3 separate regions of the Mus musculus genome follow, and regions 1 and 3 are each linked to region 2. The links are chromatin contacts, called in public HiCAR-type and HiChIP or PLAC-seq maps. All regions are on one chromosome and are shown on one strand. Each heading gives the region's core, a stretch centred on a gene start, on an enhancer-like site or on the middle of the called end of the contact. The rest is flanking DNA. Distances are from core to core; before and after follow the strand shown.

Evidence for each region. HiCAR-type assays count read pairs that join an accessible place to other places. HiChIP or PLAC-seq counts read pairs in DNA pulled down with a chosen protein or histone mark.
Region 1: an H3K27ac HiChIP or PLAC-seq map of large pre-B cells shows a contact between it and region 2, with 8 times the contacts expected there. The contact joins the promoter of Ccna2 here to the promoter of Ccdc39 in region 2. A contact is called at or near these places in 2 of 39 promoter capture datasets (hippocampal neurons and liver), 1 of 115 datasets of contacts at active chromatin or transcription factors (large pre-B cells) and 1 of 9 other capture datasets (adipose tissue).
Region 3: a contact with region 2 is called in a HiCAR-type map of astrocytes, with 4 times the contacts expected there. The contact joins the promoter of Zfp267 here to the promoter of Ccdc39 in region 2. A contact is called at or near these places in 1 of 39 promoter capture datasets (hippocampal neurons) and 1 of 115 datasets of contacts at active chromatin or transcription factors (astrocytes).

Annotation. Positions count from the first base shown.
Region 1 is chr3:36,571,618-36,574,480 of GRCm38.p6, reverse strand. It overlaps Ccna2 (cyclin A2), which reads left to right and starts at 1,443. Exons shown (of 9, transcript NM_009828.3): 1 at 1,443-1,700; 2 at 2,178-2,843. The coding sequence starts at 2,658. Bbs7 (Bardet-Biedl syndrome 7 (human)) reads left to right here. Exons shown (of 19, transcript NM_027810.3): 19 at 859-1,338. The coding sequence ends at 992.
Region 2 is chr3:33,842,721-33,845,580 of GRCm38.p6, reverse strand. It overlaps Ccdc39 (coiled-coil domain containing 39), which reads left to right and starts at 1,271. Exons shown (of 20, transcript NM_026222.2): 1 at 1,271-1,476. The coding sequence starts at 1,387.
Region 3 is chr3:36,149,721-36,153,082 of GRCm38.p6, reverse strand. Zfp267 (zinc finger protein 267) reads right to left here and starts at 2,003. Exons shown (of 4, transcript NM_001101478.1): 1 at 1,888-2,003. The coding sequence starts at 1,890.

The DNA.
Region 1 (2,863 bases), core at 194-2,693, 2.7 Mb before region 2:
TCCACTAACCTGCCTACAGAATTTATTATGCACCCAAGACTTTCTCACAGATGAACAGTACTGATATCTGAGTGTTCACTATTCGGCAAGCACAGGGTCTCTTAAAATATCCTTACATGATGGTGTTGCAGATCTACCGTCTCTCATCTGTGATTCCAAAATCTAGGAAGCAGCTTTGAAAACCAAAGTTTACCTTTGTAAATCATTTACCAGCAAATTGTCTTAATCTGATTGACTTCATGATAAAACCTGATTTAAACTGACACGAAGCTTTTTCTATTTTTTTTTTAAATCCCACTGAGTGCAAGTATTCACCTGTTTATTGTAAAAGCATTGCCATTTTGTTAGCAGATATCAGCACTCAGTCTCATTGGACCAATATAAAAAGTATCAATGGTATATTCTTTTTCTCTTCCTAAAATATACTTTTTTTCAAGGGTCTTGTATAAATAATAGACAACTTGAGTTGTCTCTGTGTTACATCTTGAAAACTCAAAGGTGCAGTAATTTCCCAGACCTCTGCACCCAGTAAGCCCATGGGTGAAGTGCTTCAGTTCAGACGTTCTTCCTGATGCAGCAGCAGTCAGTCGCTGGGATGCAGGGTGCACCGACACAGATTCAGAATCGCGACCAGTGGCTTGTCTAGGTCAGCAGTTGCAACCCATTGTTAGAAGGTTATCAAATATTTATGTCTTGAAAGTTGCTTCAAACCTTCTCCACATACACATCTGTTTTTAAAAACACCAACCTCTTCCAGGCTTGTATGTGTTGAATAATGGAGTCTCAGGTGGTGAGAGAATGCCACATGCATTGTTAAAAGAACTAATCAATAACAAGAAATAATATTTTTCTTCGTAGGTATGATTACTGATCTTTTTATAGATAAATTTAAGTTCAAAGGCACTAATGTAAAAACCAAAGTACCCATGCTCCTGGAGATTCTCGACAGCTACGACCAGAACACACTGATTTCTTTCTTCGATGCAGCATGAAAGATAAACAAGGTAGGCCAACAGGACAGCCGAAGAAGCAAGCAGAGCCTGATCAGACCCGAGGCACCTCAGATGGACGTCCCACATGTAATCAGAAGAGTGACGGCCTCTAAGCATCCCCCTACGAGTACCCATGAAAGTCCTTTTTATTGTGTACTTGAGGGGAAAAGAAGATCTTTTAGTCATTCATTTCAGGGGAATATTGCATTGAAAGTTTTAGAATACTATTAAATAAGAGCAAATAAGCTGTCTTTTGTTTTCAAAGGGTAGTTATGAAAACAATGATTACATTTTATTATATTTTATGTATGATTCTTAACTATTAAATGTGAACATTTAAGGTAATATACTTGTGTCTTTATATATTTATTTAGGTTTTGTATATATTTCTCTGTGTGTGTGTGTTTGGGTTGGTTTTTTTTTTTTTTTTTGTGGTTTTTGTTTTGTTTTGTTTTTCGAGACAGGGTTTCTCAAGACAGGATTTCTTTGTGTAGCTGACCTGGAACTAACTCTGCAGTCCAGGCTGGCCTTGCACTCAAGAGATCCACCTGCCTCTGCCTCCTGAGATGCCCGGAAAAGGCTTGGCCATCGCCTCCTGGCTGCCCGGTTTTCTTATGAACACTTTTTTTCTACTTTTGAGACATCATCTCACTACATAGCTGACTTGGACTAACTTGAATTCAGAGATCTGAAACTCTGGGATTAAAGGTATGTACCACAATGCACTTCATTTCTAAATGTAATATCTATTTGGGTCAGTGGAACTTCATGGTCTGATGTCACAACCAAGGATTAGCAAAATTAATGGACAGCTGAATTTCTTGTAGTACACCACTTGTTATCAACAATAGCTCATGTTGGCATTTTAAATTAACCCATCTTTAATTGGGGGTGGGGGTGGGGTAGTTTACTGGAATGCGGGGCATAGAGACACGCCTTTAATCCCAGATCAGTGAGCTCTGATAACGGATATCAGTGAGTCACAGGACAATTGGGACAGCATTATGAGACCCTGCCTCAAAATCAAACAACAAACAAATGATATACAGGAGAGGTGAAACAATAGTAAACAGTAAAAGTTCCAGCGTTTCCCTATGTTGTATGGCAGCATCACAGAGAAAGAGAAAGGAGTAGTGTACCCAGGACGGGGCAGTTTGTCATTCAGATCCATACGCTCCTGCCTAGGCGCCACCCAGCGACCAGGAGAAGGCGCTTCACCCCTTAGCTGAGGCGAAGGCCGACACCTCGAGGCCCCGAGGGCTTGTCTGGACCGCCCAGCGGCTCCGGCAGGATCCTATGAGGCTACAGATCCACTGAGCAGCAGAGATCGGCCGAAAGCGGCCGCCCGCCCCGCCCTCCTCTGCGCAGGCGCGTCCTCAGGCTCCCGCCCTGTAAGATTCCCGTCGGGCCTTCGCTCGCGGCGACCGGCGCTTCTGGTGACGTCACGGACTCCGGACGCCCTCATTGGTTTATTTCAATAGTCGCGGGCTACTTGAACTACAAGACCAGCAGCCGGCGGGCGGCGCGCAGCTCGCGGCTCCTGGGCTCTACGCTCCTCCCGCCTGCAGCCTCTGCTCCGCGGGTCGGCCGCCAGGGTCCCGCGCTGCTCCGGAGCGGCGGGCGCTGTGCACGCTCTGCCGCCGACAGAACCGGACCGGAGCCGCGATGCCGGGCACCTCGAGGCATTCGGGTCGCGATGCGGGCTCAGCCCTGCTCTCGCTGCATCAGGAAGACCAAGAGAATGTCAACCCCGAAAAACTGGCGCCAGCCCAGCAGCCGCGGGCGCAGGCGGTGCTGAAGGCCGGGAACGTGCGTGGACCCGCGCCGCAGCAGAAGCTCAAGACTCGACGGGTAATAGGGCGCGGGGGTCT
Region 2 (2,860 bases), core at 22-2,521:
GACTTGATCAGAACTTCGATGGTGTAGAGTTGGAAACCCAGAGCCAAATTATCTTGAGCTATCTTTAGTCTCCTTAATAGCCAGCCGTTCATTGCCCATTTGACCAGGTAATGCTTGTTGGGCTGTACTAACTTAGCAAACCACTAGCTTTCACCAACCCCAAAGCTATGAATGTCACCAGATAGTATTTGAAACCTATGGATAGCACTGACTTCCCAACTATGCTGTTGTTGGGAAGAAGCAAAGGAAACTTACTCCAGGCAGTACCATTTCGTTTTCAGACTCCATTTAATCATAGGGATAAAGTAAATTCAAGGTCCCAGATCCCAGGGAAGCCAGGGGCTTCCCCATAGCTGAACATCTTCTGTTGTAAACGGTTGAGTCTAGACATCTCAGGCACAACTTCTCTGTCTTGCTGGCAGGGTTAAACAAGTTCATATGCTCCTGCCAGCGTCTTTGTCCCCTTATCACTCTTAGCTCTGGACCTAATGTCTTGGAGAATGAATTAAGGACCTTGAAGCCAGGTGCTCTGTACAGGCTCAGTCTCCCAACAGGTACTCCCATGTTTAACACATAATGTCAAAATACAATTGGATAACGCTGCAGTTCCCACCAGCTCCCCACTTTGAATTGTGTTACCATCCTATAACAATGCTGTATAATCTCCCACCCCGTACGTGGTTCAGATCCCAAACTGGCTGCCTCCCTGAGCACTCAGAAAATAAAGCCTTAATTTTTAAATTTCCATCTCTAAAGTGAGTTTTCTCAGCTTCCATCTCAAACCCAATACTAACAGTCTTTGGTGATGTTTTCATCAATGCATTGGAAAAATGCCTTGATTTATTGCTTCCTTTTCTTCTGCAATTACAAAAACGTAGTGAAGCAAGTTTCCATGCGAGAACATGCTATTTGGGGCAGCCTGGATCTGTGTTCCCAGATCATGGTCCCTTATATATGACTTAAGAACAAATCTGAAGCCACTTTTGGGTATTATACTATCCCTCAATCTGGTGGTCGTCCATCCTGCTATCCTGTAGTCCACCATCCTGGCACCCCAGGAGCCTATGCCTTCCATCCCCGAACTTTGTGGTCCTCTGGAGCACCCGAGCTTCCAGATTTGCACGTTTTGGAAGTCCTGGGAGTGTATCTATCCGTGCAAAGAGAGCTGTGCCTCACAGACACAGGCAAGCAAATTCTACCGGCTGCAAAAAGGACAAGGGAATTCTCAAAGGAAGTTCCGCCTTCCAGCCTGAGTGCTTCCTGTTTGGTAACTAAGGGCGCCTGGCTGTTGCTAGGGCCGCGGAATACAGACGGTTAGGCTTGGCTGCGAGCTCCAGGGAACGGTTTTGGGTGGCTTGTCTGTGATTCCTTTGAGCCTCGTACGCCATGTGCAGTGAGTTCTTGTCAGAGCTGCACTGGGAAGATGGGTTCGCCATCCCCGTGGCCAATCAGGAGAACAAGATCCTGGAGGATCAGGTGAGGAGGACCGGGTGGGATTTAGGGGAGAGACGACCAGAGGGGAACAGCTGAGGAATGGTAAAAGGGCTGGTTGAACGCCGCCAGGACTGCCAATGGATGACCAGGTAAAGACTAGGTAAGGAGTGTAAATAGAGGATGCTGGGCTAGGTGGGTATCCAGTGGGAATCCGGGGGAGGGCCAGGGAAGACCAAGTCCCACGTACAGGTGCCGCGCTGCTCATTTGCACCTCTTGTGGCCTGACTTCATCACTTAGATCTGATACTCCGGCCTCCCCACTTTCTCTCCTGCTCCTATCAGTTACTACACATTTGAAAGTTTTATCGAAGCAACAATTTCTATTCAGGGCCATAAAACCCGAGTCTCACTCTTCCAGCTGTTTCAGGTGCCAGCTAGCAGGCCTTTCCCATCCAATTAAGGATCACAAATGCATTTTTGGTGTTTCCTAGTAACCACCATTTACACATGTGCACACACAAGACACATTCTTGCCAGCATTTGTGTTTCTGTGATGTTTAAAATCGCTTGAGGTGCTTTCAAGGAAAACATTTTAGTGAAGTATGCAATATAGAGTTTCAGAGTGAGAATCGAGGTGTCACAAGATGGTGAAATATTTCACATTGTTAGGACAAACCTGCACCAACTAAAATACATGCAGTTTAAGTCGTTTTTTTGTTTGTTTGTTTTTTGTTTTTTTAATTGCAACCGGCTCCACAAAGTTAATGCATCTTTAGCAGTCACCCAAAGTCCCACGAAATGGTACTAGGGTGTGGGGAAGAGGGAACCAAGAATTGAAGATTTGTGCAAATTGACAAGGTAGAAGAGAATATTTTCTGCCCTCTGAAAGTGAGCATAAAAGACTTTTGGGTAAATCTTCTGAGAAGACTGGAACGTTTGGAATGCTCTGCTCTGCTCTGCTCTGCTCTGCTCTGCTCTGCTCTGCTCTGCTCTGCTCTGCTCTACTCTACTCTGCTCTGCTTTGCTCTGCTCTCCCCTCTGGTTAGGATTGGGCATTTCCCCTTAAGGACCATCAATATTAGGACAGATAAAAGATCACTGCTGGTGCCCGAGTCATAGCCGCCAATTGAAGGTTTGGAGCCAGCCCACCAACCTGATGGGTGTCTTGTTGAACTAGAGATGAGATGGGCAGGAGACACTGTATAATTAATATATTATTACATTGTATAAGAGGTATTTAGGAGAGCGATCCTGCTGGCTCTACAGTTAGCATTTGAATTTAAGGTTCTTGTCCTGTAGTTTTTATGCTCCTCCTTTCATTACGTTACCCTTCTTTCTTTTCGGGGTATGTGTTTGTGATGTATGGTGGTGGATGTGACTAAATAGTGTACATGTGTGCGCATGTGTGCAGAGGCCAGAGATCAAG
Region 3 (3,362 bases), core at 754-3,253, 2.3 Mb before region 2:
ACCTAGAAAGTCGGTTTCACTTTACAAACATTTTGGCCTTACAATAACTTTGGGTACAAAAGTTGAACTTGTTGATGATACAAATTTAAAAACGTTAAAAAGGTTTAAATTATCTTAGTCTCTTAAGTAAAAAAAAAGGCTTCTGGGTAGAGGTTGAGGCCCAATTACCTGCCAGCATGGTGTGGTTTCACATTTAAAAATTAGGCCTTTCTTTGCTAGCTTAGAGCTACCGGGGGTCTCCTGCTGAGAAAGGCCAACCCACAGCCAGGTTTACCTTGCAGACCGGCTTCATGCTGAGAAAGGAAAACTCACAAGACTTATTTCCAGGCTAAAAAGAAAAGGCCTTTTTACTAATCCCTTAAGAACTTTTTTTTCCCCAATGGCTGCTCTCAGGAACCGCCTCAGTGGGTTAAAGGCACTGGCTGCCACAACTGTCAACCTAAGTTTGGTCCCTGGGATTCCCTTTATGGACAGACGACCAGAATCCTCTCACCCCACAGGATCCCATGGCTGGCATGCACCTATCCAGCTCAGAAGATAAATAAACAAATGAAAAAGAGACAATAACAACAGAACAAGGAAGCAAGAAAGGCTAGTGAGTCTAAACAAGGGGACAAGCAGGCCCATGAGCCCTGTCACCTTCCGTCCCTACAAGGGATGCAGAGCAAGGCGGGAAAGCCCAGAACTGGTTTACAGAACACTTCTCCCATGACTACTTGGCAGTCTGGATTCATTCTTACAAACTTGCAGCAAGGATTTAATTAAGCAACCAGAAGGCCTCCTGCATGCTAAGTACAACTGGCAGAATATTGATCAAAAGGCTGAGATAGCTCAAGTGCGTTTCAGATGGGAGAACACCAAGACATCCAGCAGCGTCCCAATGCGGTCTAGCCTCACACCCCAGGCTGCTGGGACGATCAGCCCAGACACTGACATCATTGGATGCTCCTAGACACTGGAGACAAGGCAGCTGGTGTTGGCATCTCTGAAACCCGGGCAAGGAAAGGGCCAAGTAGAGTCAGATGAAGATAGACCCATCACTATGGAAAATCTCCAAAAGGCAAGTACAACCCCAAAGCATTCTGATTGGGGTTCCTGTGTCTAAGGATGACAAAATGAGAGGCATTGTGTGTGTGTGTTTTAATAAAAAATCAAGTGATTTTATGTTAAATATCCATAGGGTAAATCCTTTTTAAAATGTCGCCCAGTGTGTGGAGTGGGGAAAAAAACCAATCAAGCAAAATGTATGTCTATTTGAAATGCTGCGTGGGAAATGGGTGTTAATATTATTTTTTAAATGGGCATTTGGGAATGCGGTCAGGAGATGGAAATTTAGGAATCTTCCTCCAACCAGAGGAGAAGCGAGGACAGGGGAAGAGCAGTCATCTGGATAGGAGATTCTGCTTCGCGTTTATCTAGACTGCTCGGGAGGAGGGACAGGACACCTCACTGAACACTTTCCCTGCGGGAGCCCTACGCTTGCAGGTTATCGCCGCACAATCCGGGCTACTAGGCTGGAGCCTCTGAGGACTCCAGGGCAGCAGGGTCTGACCCTGGGCCTTCACTGCACCGGCTAGCTCGGGGGCGCGGCCGGGTACCGGGGATCTCCAGCTCAGGCTGCGCGGTGACGCATGGCCCACCAAGGGGGACCTCAAGCCGGCCGATCCCAAGGGCCGGCCGCAGGAAGGCGGGGCCGCCGTCGCCCCCCATGCAGTCGCCGGCTCCCCCTCGGCTCCCCGCAGCCCTCCAGCCTCGCCGCGCCACGCACACACTCACCAGCAGGCTTCAGCAGTGCTCACCGTCCTCCCACATCGAGCACTGGCCGCAGCCGATTCCCACCGGCTCTACACAGCCTCCCTCCAGTCTCAGGACACCATGCACACTCACCATTGTGGCTTGACTACGCGGAGTCCGCGTCCTCCCGGTGGATGGCCCGGCACCCTACAGACGCAGGGCAAACGGATGCCGCAGGGCTGAGCTACAGTCTACACCGGAAGAGACCCAGCCTGAGGAGGATTCCAAGATCCTGGACTTCAGAAACACAGCATGAAGGCCCGCCCCCTCTACCCTGTCTAAACGTCTGATTCGAAGTTCTCACCATCGTGCTGCTGATTGGATGACTTTCCGGTCCCGCCCCATCAGGCCCCAGCACTACCCTATGGGCTGAAATGACAAGTTTTTGGTACAGTTGTAGTAAAGCTGACCCTAGAGGAATCATTCCCATTTACTATTGTATATAAAGTCAGACCAATTTATGAATCATATATATGTATATTATTCGCAATAGAGAAGAGCTTTGGCACCATTTCCCCCTGAGCTCTGTCCTTGAATTTCAAATTTTAAAAGGGGAAAAAAATCTCCTGAATCAGCAATATTGAATATAGAAAGGGGGAGTAATACTCAAGTGTTACTGTACTGGCTAGTTTTGTGTCAACTTGACACAGTTGGGGTTACAATAGAGAAAGGAGCTTCAGTTGAGGAAATGCCTCCATGAGATCCAACTGTAAGGCATTTTCTCAATTAGTGATCAAGGGGGAAAGGCCCCTTGTAGGTGGGACCATCTCTGGGCTGGTAGTCTTGGGTTCTATAAGAAAGCAAGCTGAGCAAGCTAGCAAAGCATGCCAGTAAAGAACATCCCTCCATGGCCTCTGCATCAGCTCCTGCTCCCTGACCTGCTTGAGTTCCAGTCCTGACTTCCTTTGATGATGAACAGCAGTATGGAAGTGTAAGCCTAATAAACCCTTTCCTCCCCAACTTGCTTCTTGGTCATGATGTTTGTGCAGGAATAGAAACCCTGACTAAGACACTTACTTAATTTAAAATTTTCTACTGTTCATATTAAAGTTAAAACAGTGATTGTAATAAAACCCAGTATATCCAAACATATCATCATATGTGGAATTGGTTACACACACACACACACACACATATACATATATGTATACATACATACATACATACATATACACATATACATACATGCACACATATGTATACACACACATATATGTGTGTGTGTGTGTGTGTGTGTGTGTATATATATATATATATATATATATATATATATATATATATATATATATATATGTTACTATACTAAATCATCCAAATTCGGGTCTTCAGCAGGTTTCAGGTCACGTCTGTCACAGTCCTCTTCTGAGAGCTATAATTTTCCTGACCTCAAGAAAGTGAGGGGAACCTGAGAATCTCTCCCATTTATGTCAGAAGTGAAGCAACACAGTTTCCTGCCAATATTTCTTTTAGGTCCCAGTGAATGGGGGTAACCATGTCCTAAAACAGATCAGGGGACTTCAACCAGGAGTGTTCAAAGGTGGGCACATGAGGAGGGAAGCCTGTCTCTT